2 separate regions of the Gasterosteus aculeatus genome follow, and region 1 is linked to region 2. A link is a contact called in public Hi-C data. All regions are on one chromosome and are shown on one strand. Each heading gives the region's core, a stretch centred on a gene start, on an enhancer-like site or on the middle of the called end of the contact. The rest is flanking DNA. Distances are from core to core; before and after follow the strand shown.

The links. A called contact is a pair of places that touch in the nucleus more often than the background predicts.
Region 1: a Hi-C map of tail fin shows a contact between it and region 2, with 3 times the contacts expected there. The contact joins the enhancer-like site here to the promoter of eef1akmt2 in region 2. A contact is called at or near these places in 3 of 6 Hi-C or Micro-C datasets (skeletal muscle and tail fin).

What each region holds. Positions count from the first base shown.
Region 1 is chr6:14,508,553-14,514,018 of fGasAcu3.hap1.1, reverse strand. No RefSeq gene overlaps it. Among protein-coding and RNA genes, the nearest start is that of nkx1.2la, 8.2 kb to the left of the region's middle. Within about 2 kb of position 3,993, at least 6 of the 9 cell types and tissues checked have open chromatin away from gene starts, as enhancers often do.
Region 2 is chr6:14,469,931-14,475,819 of fGasAcu3.hap1.1, reverse strand. eef1akmt2 (EEF1A lysine methyltransferase 2) reads right to left here and starts at 4,033. Exons shown (of 6, transcript XM_040177874.2): 1 at 3,899-4,033; 2 at 3,437-3,502; 3 at 3,146-3,260; 4 at 2,879-2,986; 5 at 1,572-1,788; 6 at 72-327. The coding sequence starts at 3,975. The coding sequence ends at 230. It overlaps abraxas2 (abraxas 2, BRISC complex subunit), which reads left to right and starts at 4,065. Exons shown (of 9, transcript XM_040177870.2): 1 at 4,065-4,195; 2 at 5,405-5,495. The coding sequence starts at 4,103.

The DNA of each region.
Region 1 (5,466 bases), core at 2,744-5,243, 38 kb before region 2:
ACAGCCTTTTGGTATCGTAAACACGGTATTACAGAGCAGATTATTCAATCACAACATCATCTAACTATAAAACTGTTTCAGTTTTAAAGTTTTTTTTTTACTTTGACAAATTTTGGGCCCAAAATGCTTCCTGTTTTTCACAATGTGATCTCCAAATGGGGCCCCTGCACCACGCGGCTCCCCAGCTAACGGCGGGGCGGCTGATGGTAATTGCTACTGTGAGAGCGGGATCAGTGGAGCTGTTCTGATCAATAAAGTCTTCATCAGCCGTTTCCCCTGATGATTCTCCCTCATTTTCCACTTTAATTGTTCTTTTTTCATCAAACACGGTTTGTGCCGTAAGCATGTGTGTGGTTGTGTGTGTGTGTGTGTGTGTATGTTGTGTTGCCGTGTGCTCCCAGGAGCTCGTGGTCCAGTCCTCCTCTTCTCTCAACGGACTGCAGCTAACACATTGCTAATGGAAGTTGGGCTGAAAGGAGCGGAGGGAAGCGTACGGCCTTCCTTAAGTAGAAAGTGACCTCCGTGGGATGATGATTACCGTTGATCCAAGAAGCTCAAGAAGCTTCACTCCTGATACGGAGCACGGCCACACACTCAAATGAAGACCTGAAGCTCGGCTGCCTTGATTTGAAAGTGCACAATAACCAGGAATGTAGTTTCAGCCAACAGAGAAAAGAACAAGATCTAAAATGCTTCTTAGAAACTAGCGTTGAAGCGAATTTTATAAATACATCACATTTTTCCATCTGTATTTGTATCAAGCTGTCCATGTAGTTTGTGTTATAACTGTCCAAAAGCTAAAACTTATTTTTTAGATAATTAAAAATAAACGATTCCTTCTTCACGCGTCACTGTGTTATTTAGTGTCTGGTATTTCTGGTTGTAAATTCAGTTTCTGAGCAAAGTGCCCCTTGAACGCATTGGTCAGTGCTCACAGTTGCCCTCTGCTGCTCTGTAACCTTCATCTTCAGGACCGTTTTGGCCCACGACCGTCAACTGCCAAGAATCGAAAATGATTGGGGTATAATTGTTTTCCTTTAGCACTTATTGCCCTTCTGTGCTTGTAAAACGGTGCGGGTCCTCGCCCCCCCCAGGGGGGAAGGCGGGAGTCGCCGGCTTTCATAAGGCGTCCGTCCTGCCTGTCTGGCTCTGCAGGCATCGCTGCTCATGTGGAGCATCCAGCAGTCAAAGGAGCAGCTCTGGTGAGGGAGGAAGCAAAAAAATAGGGGGGGGGTGGGGAAGAGATTTTGTGCCTTTTAAATAAGTTCATGGCTGTAACGCAAAGTGGCACATTCTCACCGCTTTGACAATAACCTCTGTACCTTTTCATGTAAAAGTGCATTGTTTACTAAATACTCAAAATGTAAAACCATCAATAATGCTGGCAAGTTGAACTGGGGGTCATCTGCTGGGGGCGGAGCTCGGAGGTCGTGGGTCATTAGCTGCACTAAATAAGATATGACTAGACGTTCTATGAAATTCAAATGGACTGCCGTCACTTTAACCTCATTGATTTCCCCCGTTGCAGTAGAGAGGACTGAATAAAGCACCAGGGGGGGCTTTTATCCAATATTCTCCCTGAATAAACAATAATTATAATGAAACGCACCTCACAGAGACTATATTTCAATCCCCATAATTCAACTTCGTCACAATTAAATGTGATATTGTTTTACAGATGAATACCTTCAACAAATTGCATTGAATAATTGCTGAGCTAGAATGACTTTGTGTGGGATGGTACACGTTACAAGAGGAAAAGGGGCTAATTTAGCTGTTAGAGCGCGCCTTGTGAGTGCATTCCCTCTGCAGTGGCACTTTGTCACAACAATAAATACGCTCTCTGGATGAATTTGTCCTGCGGTGTGATTCATGGAGGCTTTAGGGTTGTTGACTTACAGGGCTTTATTGAGAAAATTTGATCTGAGTTGTCTAACAGCCGGGCCACTCATCTCTTCAGTAAACTGCCGTAGATTGTGCCGCCGTGGGTTTTATCGACATATCCCATTACTGAAGTCTTCACACTTTATGACTATTTCCATAAATTCTCTCCGGGGACAATCACCTCTCTCTCCGTGGGGCTGATGGAAAGATCGTCTCGGGGGCTGTCGTTTGCCGCTCCAGTGCCCTCGCGCACACACAATTATACATACACACACGTTCGTCTACATACACACTATAAGCTGTGTGCCTCTATTTCTCTACCCCCCCCCCACCCCCCCCCACTCCCCTCTCTCTCTCACACACACACACACGCAGTGATGGAGATGATTCAGATTCTTCCCAGACATCAAGGGAAAGAGGACGCAGCGTGTTGAGTGAGTTTACGGATGATGAGGGTCTTAGTTCAGGTCAGTGTGTATTTACGGCTCAATCACTTAAGCACAGGCCTCTCTATTAGACCTCTATCTATCTGGCTGGGTGACAGTCTGCAGCAAACAGGGCCGCGTCAGGGACACGGAGGGCAACTGATTAGACCTCTGGGAGGCAGAAAGCACTCTCGGGGGGTTCACTTTATTTTCATCCCATCCCTACTTAAATATTAATGCATTTATGGCAACATCAAGTTATCCATCAATTAAAGGCAACGCCCCTAGGTTTTTATGGCAAAATTATCCTTAAACGGTTTTAACCAGTTTCAGGGGGGGAGTTGTGATTTGGTTTGTGTATAGAAAATATCTGCCGAATGTGAATGGGACCCTGCTCGGTCCAGTTTTTCTCAGTTAAAGCTGCATTACAGAATGTTGAATCATACTTTTCTGCACATATGGTGAGAGGTTTTGATGCTTTTTACAAACCCCATTAAAATGACTGCAGCATACATTTTAAACATCTATAAATACGTGCGAGGGCCACAAAGGACAATTCAGTCCTGACACTTTGAAGTATACAACATATAAAGGAGGTGAATTTTGAATCCAAGCAGTCGTGCCCACAACATTGACATTTTTTGTTATTTTCAAATTGGCCCAGAGGCCATTTCCAAGATAAATATCTTAAAACCTGCACAAACAAAAGCCATCTGTGTGGTTAGATACCAGATGTGTTAAGGGAGGTGATCAATGCAGACTGAATAGTTTCACGTTGTGTTAAAAGAAATGCACTCCTGTTTCAAGCAGGGGTTGGAAAGAGCACGCAGAAATTCAAACCTATGTAAACGTTGTTCTATTTGAACAAATTGGTATCCGTTCAAATAATAAGGTGCAGCCGGAGTTTACTATAGACCAATTAAAGTACTGAACATTTTAAAGCAAAACTAAATACATTGCATTAACATGTTGATAAATCCTAGAGCAAAAATAAAACTAACTTCAGTATCAGTAAAAACTGAAGATTTACTTCCCTGTGCTGCTGTTAGTTGTTGTTTTTTCTGTGTCAGAAGAGGGAGCAGTTACCTCAGAAATCTCTCCCTGAACACTGATCTAAGGAGTTTTTTCTGGAGGTCTCTGTTTTTTCTGATGAATAATATGCTACATATGTGATAAAACAGTATTAACTGTTAACTAATTAACAGTAAAAAATTAATTAAATTTTTCATTAAGTTTTCATGCTTGTGACACAAAGTGGAGCAAAGCTACACACAAAACACTTTTATTTTACATTGATAATATTAAAAAGGTTTAAATGGGGGCGGATTACTGTGTAACGTAACCAAAGTCTGGCTGAGCAGTTTATGGGCTACATGATAATTTCTGGACAGAAAATTGAACTCCTCACCTCAGAAATAACAGAAGAATGCTGCCACCTGCTGGTTTGGTATTGAAATGATGCCCTCCAGAGTTATTTCCACATATTACATGACGTTTTCCATTGTTTTGTCCACTTGATTGAGCCTTTACATGATCAATGTTACTCACAGTCATATAATTCAAATTTCTTTACACTATTATTCCATAATACCACACGTTTGGGCTCGTTGTGTGCGTTTGTGTATGTGGCACATGGGAGGCTGCTGCTTTCATTAATAAGCATGAGTGCTCCTGGCAGCACAGTGTGTTCCTTGGAGCCTGTGATAGGTGTTGTGCAAGAGTCTGTGAAATGATCAGCCACCCCGACAAGGACTGTGTGAGGATGAGCCCCTGATAGAAAGGTCAGGAAGGGGTCATTAAAGGGTTTAAACACATATATACTGCCTGTCACCTGTCACCTAAACATTAGCGGTGTTATTCTGGGTCATTTCAGCAGGTAGATGAAGTTTAACTGCCGGATTGTTGTCCAAGATCCGTGCGCACACACACGTTGCACACACAGCTGCTGTTCCAAAGTCAAAGCCATGCAGCTCCACACCCAGCTCCATCTATCTTCTCCCTTCGAAGAACCTGCTCGGGTTCAAAGCAGCGGGGGGAGTGTTGACTACGTATCACTGACAGCTGCCTCTCTGCCCAGCCGTTGCGTAATCATCACTGGGCTTATTGGTTTCGTTATGGTTTCTCAAATTCCCAGTCCTTCTGCCCGACAGGCATCTCTGGCTTTTTGCTGGAACAGTGCAATAGAATGTCGTTGCAGGAAGGGGATGTTATACGCACAGCGATACGTACATTGTGTTTCTTGTACATTGTGTTTCTTTGGCTTGAAAAAGTAGTTATTTGCTAACCTAAAACCATGAGTTGCTGTTTTTGCTATTGCTTGCCGTTTTGTTCTCCACCTGCAATGAGCACACAAATCCTGCAGAAGCACACCGACTGATTAGCTGAGACAATTTTACTAACTCGGGAACATAAAACCTAAACCATTGTACAGTCTTTCCAACTCAATGTTGTAACCGCCTTACTCAGTGAAAGCTAATCTTGGCAGATTACCTGCTGTTCCAGTACCGTTTGTGTGCATGCTGTAAACAGGCCGAGGGAGGACGTGGCCCCGCTAACTCTCTCCCTCCTGCGTAAATGATGCACTTGCCTCTTGTGTGTTTGTGTGGTTTATTCCTTGTTCCAGGTCTCCGTGGTGGAGAGAAGGTCATGGAGCTCAGGGTGCATTGGTTAGATTTACGTCATCTCTATCATATTGCCGTGGTGTTTTTTGTTTGGTCTAGTCTGTACGCACTTTGTGTATTTCAGTTTCTTCATTCTCTTCGCCATCGCAAAGGTTATTTTGTGGGGGAGTGAAGCCTCTTGAGACATATTTGTTGAGTTTAAAATTGACCTGTGTACGAAATGCATGAGTTGGACAACAGATAGTCATAAACAAAGCCAAGCAGACTTTCCCACTTACAATTTTGTCTGTGATTTCCCTAGTGGGAAAACTGTTTTCCCCTTTAACATTTGTACTTGTACATTGATTTCTTTGGTGAAACTAACATCCACAGAATATTTTGGCTGATGTTTACAAGACTCATCTACAAAATAAATTAGGAGAAAAAGAATATTATATATAAATACATGAATATTATATCAACGTGATGTCATACTTGCCCCAAAGACGTATACTGTAATAATAATAATAATAAATCTCAACACCAAATGAATAGAA
Region 2 (5,889 bases), core at 2,784-5,283:
GCACATAACATTACCACAAGTAATACAGGTTGCTTTGGCACCATGGATCAAGCAAGACAGTATGACAGGAACAAAACCAAAACAACATTTATTTCAAAGGGAATTTAATTTGTTACAGACATATCTTGTAAAAGTGGATGCAGTGTTATAAAATGATATTTCAGTAATTATGAATTGCAGAGATAAACAGAAAACAAGCAAGAGAAAGCCTCCTTGAGGCACATGTGAATCAATACATCCGTTTGAAGATGAGGGCTGTCACGCTGTTGCCCTTCTTGCCTCCAAAATGGAAGCTTGGTGTCGGCAACTCCTCCACAAACTCAAACCCTGCGAAGACAACATATTAGGACATGGCGTCTTAAACACAGATAGTTGGAAGCTCTTCTTGTTGACCGGGTTTCAGAGGGTTAGGAGAAAAACCACGAGTCAAAGACTATCCATGCACCATCTGCTGTGTTTCCTGGGGCCTTGTAAAGACAGCGTGTCAGTGTGACAGATGGGTTCTCAAAGCCCTTCGGCCCCCTGCAGGCTTTCCGGAGCGACTACACTGCAGAGCGACGGCTAATGGAATCGTGCCAAAATTCTGACTTTATAAGTCTGTTGTTGCCTGAAGTATAACAACCGGACGGCTAACTGCCGAAGCAGTTGGGAAACTGTGTCTGTGTTTTGACTGTAGGCCCCACAGCAAAAAACAGTTTTCCCCATCGTCACTACATTTACACCACTGTGCACATCCACTTAAAAATGTTCCCCGTGGAGATATCTTGTTAACCAGTACGAGTCATGTTCACATTCAGCATCACCAAAACAGATTGTCTACCCTTGAGCTCTAACAAACGCATCAAATGTATATATTTATTTTTAAAGCAAATAAGCAAAGCCGTAAAATGACTGTAATTGGTTGTAAATTACTGCCAGGTTTGTCATTTTCCCTTATCGGAGCATTGTCGAATATCTTGCTTACCACTACATGAACATCGGGGAAGTAGCGTGAAACCATTGGCCGGACTGTGCTGCACCCGGACACAGGTGACATGTGCGTGCCGATGCCCGACAGCTGACGAATGCTACCAGAGGTCAAAAAAAGCTTGGTGACCATTTTACATCGCAAACTAACCTGTTGTATAATATTTGGCTTTCCCTTCCAGGCAGCTATTTATTTGCCAAAACTACCAAGTAGCTAACCAGATTGTAAATCAATGACCTAAGAATTTGCTTCGTGGACCAATTCTGGGAAAAACCTTGTGCAGTGCAGCAATTGCTTACCAAAATGTTTGGATGAATAAACTGCCGCAGGAAGCCGGCAAATAATAAACCCAGAAACGGATGAGAATCATAAAAAAGGTAGACTCAAAAGGAATGTAGCTGATCAAAGGTTGGCTTTACACTAGAAGTATCTGACTAGTTGATTTGGTTATTAGAGAGTCAATCTTTTTTGTACACGGTGGGATTGCTGCATACCCTCATAATAAAGTCCGATGCAGCAGTTTCACTAAGAAACGAACAAGAACCGACACAAAATCTAACAAAAATAAATGATCGGACAACCAATAAATACGTGTTTCACTCACCATCACAAAATCGGTCCAGCAGCTGCTCTTTTGTCCAGTTACAAGAAGTTATTGCGAAGAATCCCTTGTCCTTGAGAGCATCTTTTAGCGCTTGGACATAGAGTTTTTTGTCCTCCTTCGAGCTGTCCGGGTTCAAGCTTATTGCATCGAACGTGCCTTTGTCGATGCAGACGTCGAAACCCTTTAGCTCGCCGTGGCAGTTTAAGAAATCCACCTCCTAAAATACACAAAAAGTCAGCACTTAAGTAAAAGTTTGTCTGTGATAAGCCTACAGAGGTTATTAGTCACACTCTTTAGATGTGGGTTGAATGATAATAGTTCCCTGCAGAAGACATCTTTCAGCGTTAACCAAGACTAAATGTGTTACACCTCAATGTTTAACTATACAAGTCCAAATGCCGACATGACAGCATTTCATTCTGCAGAGGTGGCTGACCTACCAGACCGGGAGTGAAAGGAACCCTTTATTAGGACAGAGTGCAGAACACCAGACCTCTGGGGAGAGCTCAAGACCCACATACTCAGAAACCACAAAATGTGTGACCTGTGATGATCAAGTGATTCACTGAAGATAAAGAGAGAAATGTTGCAACTGATCAGTTAAATTTTAGCCTGCAGAACTAGGGAAAAAAAAACGAGAGGCCGTTAAATGGGCAAAGGGTGACATGACTAATGGGAACGCAGAAAGGGCTTGAAGTGATTAAAAAAAGGTAACACCGGTTGAACAGGCTTTTTGTCTAACCCTCACAAACCTGCAGACTCCATTCACACAAGCACATACACACTCATTTGGGCATTCTGTAGTATTAAACAACTTCTCTCTCTCTCTCCCCCACTATGTCTTGCCAGCTACAGTAAATATTGACTTCAGGAGAAGGCTTTCTGTCCAAGGACACACCGGCGTGTGATGCATTTAACATATATGACACTGTAATTCACACGCAGGAGAGGAAAACTCACTCATCACAGCCCCTACAGACCAATCATGCATTTATAACTAGTTTTTCTTGCAGCTATATGTCACAGGATATTTCAAACCCTGCCAATTCATTTCAGGTGGTTCAATCTGAATGGTGGGCAGACTTCCATCACTTCCAGGGCCTTCCTCCTAGCCAACTCTCCCACATAGTAAACACAGGAGAGTTTCCTCTGACCTTCCCGGGTCGCTGCCAGTGTGCTGAAAGCTGCGTTGTATTATTGCCGTTTAGGAAAAGAGGAGATTCATTTTGTATCAATGGCTGATCTGTGCGTGGCATAAAAGTTTGGATGTTGTTATAGTTTTAGCGACTAATAAAAACCAAACCAACCTTTACAGTGACATCCGACAAGTCCTCGCCCGACAGAACGTTTCTGGCCAATTCTACAGACGCTAGAGAATAATCTATGCCAGTCAGATTCCTGCGTCCGTGTTTAGCCTTGATGCAAATAGAGAAAAACAATAGCATATTAAGAGTTAAGCTTATCAATTCAGTTTACGATAACCCGGTCAGCCTGGACAATCCACAAATGTTGCTATATTTGAATGATTTGTTAAAAATTTGATTGATAATAAAAAAAATGTACTGTGTTCACACCAGTTCAACTAGAAAGGCTCCATTTCCAGTGCCAATGTCCAGAATGGCAGCCTCTGCTGGGATCTTAGCTCTGTCCATCCATCGCAGCACACGGCTCATGCTTTCCTCACCAAACCTTTCGAGGCGATGGAAACAGACAGACTTTAGTCACGAAGCAATAATATTCCATTAACAATGGATCTCTCATCATGAAATCCTCACAGTTTGACGTGACATACACTCATATTGTAATAACCAGGGTTCATTTTGACGATGCACATGACAGCACGGCAATGCACTGAATAGGATTACCATATCTCACCAACATCTCCGATGTCTGTAAATGTCTCCAGTTCTTTTTGATAGACATCTTCCCAACTGCAGAAAAGGAGACACCGACAATCAACGTTAGTTAATAAATACCGTGAGCACTGAAACCTGAAAAGGTGTGGGACAAAAAAATCCAATTGGCTTGAGGGTGAATATATATTATCGTATTATGTTCTTCAATCTAGCGTTAGCTCACTAACTTCATTTTGCAATCCACACTATATGCTGGTGATTTCATCGAGAGGTTGAAACCTCATCGTTAAATAAGTGGGGGCTTCAAGCGATTTAGAAATAAGTCCTTAAAACATGTTGTGAAACGGCGTCTGTTAAACTTTCACCACTAGCTTTGTTGCTAGCTTTGGTGGCTAGCATGAACAGCCGTCGCGATCGTAAGTTTACGTTAGAAGCGGATCACAAGGCGACCGTTAACGCGCCCAAGCTTACTATTCTTTCGTTCCGAGTTGTGAAGGTTCAAAATCGGTATCCGAGGAGCTGTCGTCGTCGTCCTCCGGGTCCGACATGTTCCCACGTTTCACTTCCACGCCTCCCGTAGCGTCTTCCGTGCTGGCCCGGCAAGTCGTCACCGCCTACAGTTCCCAGTAGGCTTTGCGTCCGAGGAGCGTGCCTGGAAACGCAGGGGGCATCGGGATGGATCGGGATGTTTCCATCATGGCGGCATCCATTTCAGGTTACACTTTTAGTTCTGTGTGTTATCACAGCGGCAACAGCAATTCAGATCATGTAAGTATTACAAATTATGCTGACAAACTAATGGAGAACTATTGCTCAATTGTGCTTGATCGCCCAGCAACACCATTAGTTAGTGTTGTTTTCCAGTGTCATCATCCTGTTGCTGGCTAGCTTGTGTCGGTTCCGTCTATTTACCGGCAGGTAGGGGTTTGGTCGTACAGTTAGCTACAGAAACGAGGAGGTAATCTAGCAATTTTAAAACCAATCCCATGTGTTACAGCTGCAAGTGTGTTAAATATCTAGTATTGCCATTACCTTTAAAAACGATTGTACGCATACGTGCTGACTCAACATGGCAAATGCTGTTAGGGAAGTTTGAGCTCCAGGAAATACATAGCAGTTAGCTACTTAGCACGTTAGCTAGGAGGCAAGTCAAGTGACTTCCGTGTGCCTGTGCGATAACGTCCAGACTTCGAACTGTCATCTGATAGGATTTCAATGTGTCATGAAGGATACGAAGTGAAGTTAACGCGTTTCATTTTATAAACGAACGTAGGTTACAGAAAACCTTTTTGTTGTTGTTTTGTATCACGTTGCTAAGTTAAATTAGCTTCTTAGCCACGTCGCTGATGTCAGTTGTATTCTCAAGTGATTGACATGCGTCAAAATATAATATTGTTTTTCCTTTTTTTGTCTATTGGCGGGCTTGTCGTGGAAACGCATTCGATAAATTGTCCGCAGTGCTCCTCGCTTGGAAAGTAAACATTTTGAAATAAGAGCAAACGAAGCTAACGCTGTTTATATGGCAGACTTTGAAAAGTCGACCCTGGTAAGCTGGATAGTTGCCGTAAACAGGTTTGTCTGCATTCCTGACATAAACGAATCCACTGGTTGTTTACTTACCAGCCGTCACTTTTAGTGAAAGGTTAACACATTTATTTGCTACCAAAACAAACATTGAGATTTCTATTTTACTAGATTTATATTTCATAAAGAAACGTCTTGATTAGGATTCCTTAGTCGGTGATTGTGACACGAATGATGTTGTTGTGCATGCACTTACTCAACGTAAAGTGATTATCCATCTTCTAGCCCATGTATAAAACTGGGAAAAGCAAATGTTAACATTGTTATTATTAAGAAATACCACATTGAATTGGATTAATTTGTTGATCAACTAACTGACATTCTGACTCATTGTTTCAGGCCTAACATACATTAGTGCCCTAACCACAGTTTTGTCTAAATGTATTTGCACAGGAGGGATTCCTACTAGGAGATGTAAGGCAAGAAGAGACTGTCAGCATCAGTGACACACAGCTCAGCACTGCAGAGTTGCTCCAGGTAGTAGGTAAGCCCTCTAACACACACGGACCGTTTTCATGTCAGACAATATTTCGCGGACCAGTCGAGAAGGTCCGACGGGGGGTGTAGTAGTCGTTGCGGGCGGAACGACCAACGGGGGGGGGTGGGGGGGGGGGTAGTAGTCGTGCGCTCTGTGTTCGCTGGTCGGCGAAACTGCCGTGCACGGTAAAAGGACAAGAAAAACTCCTGGTGACGCGTGGGGAATATGTCAGAGGGACGAGCACACATAATTATGAGAAAATCCGGTCAAAATAAAACACTTTTCAGAAGAAAAAAAAGATATAAGCTTGTGGTGCGGCCCGGTACCAAATGGCAGAATGATAGAAGCCTGAAGAGACCGTTAAGAAGTTTACTGGATCTCATTTTATGTGCCTTTTTTT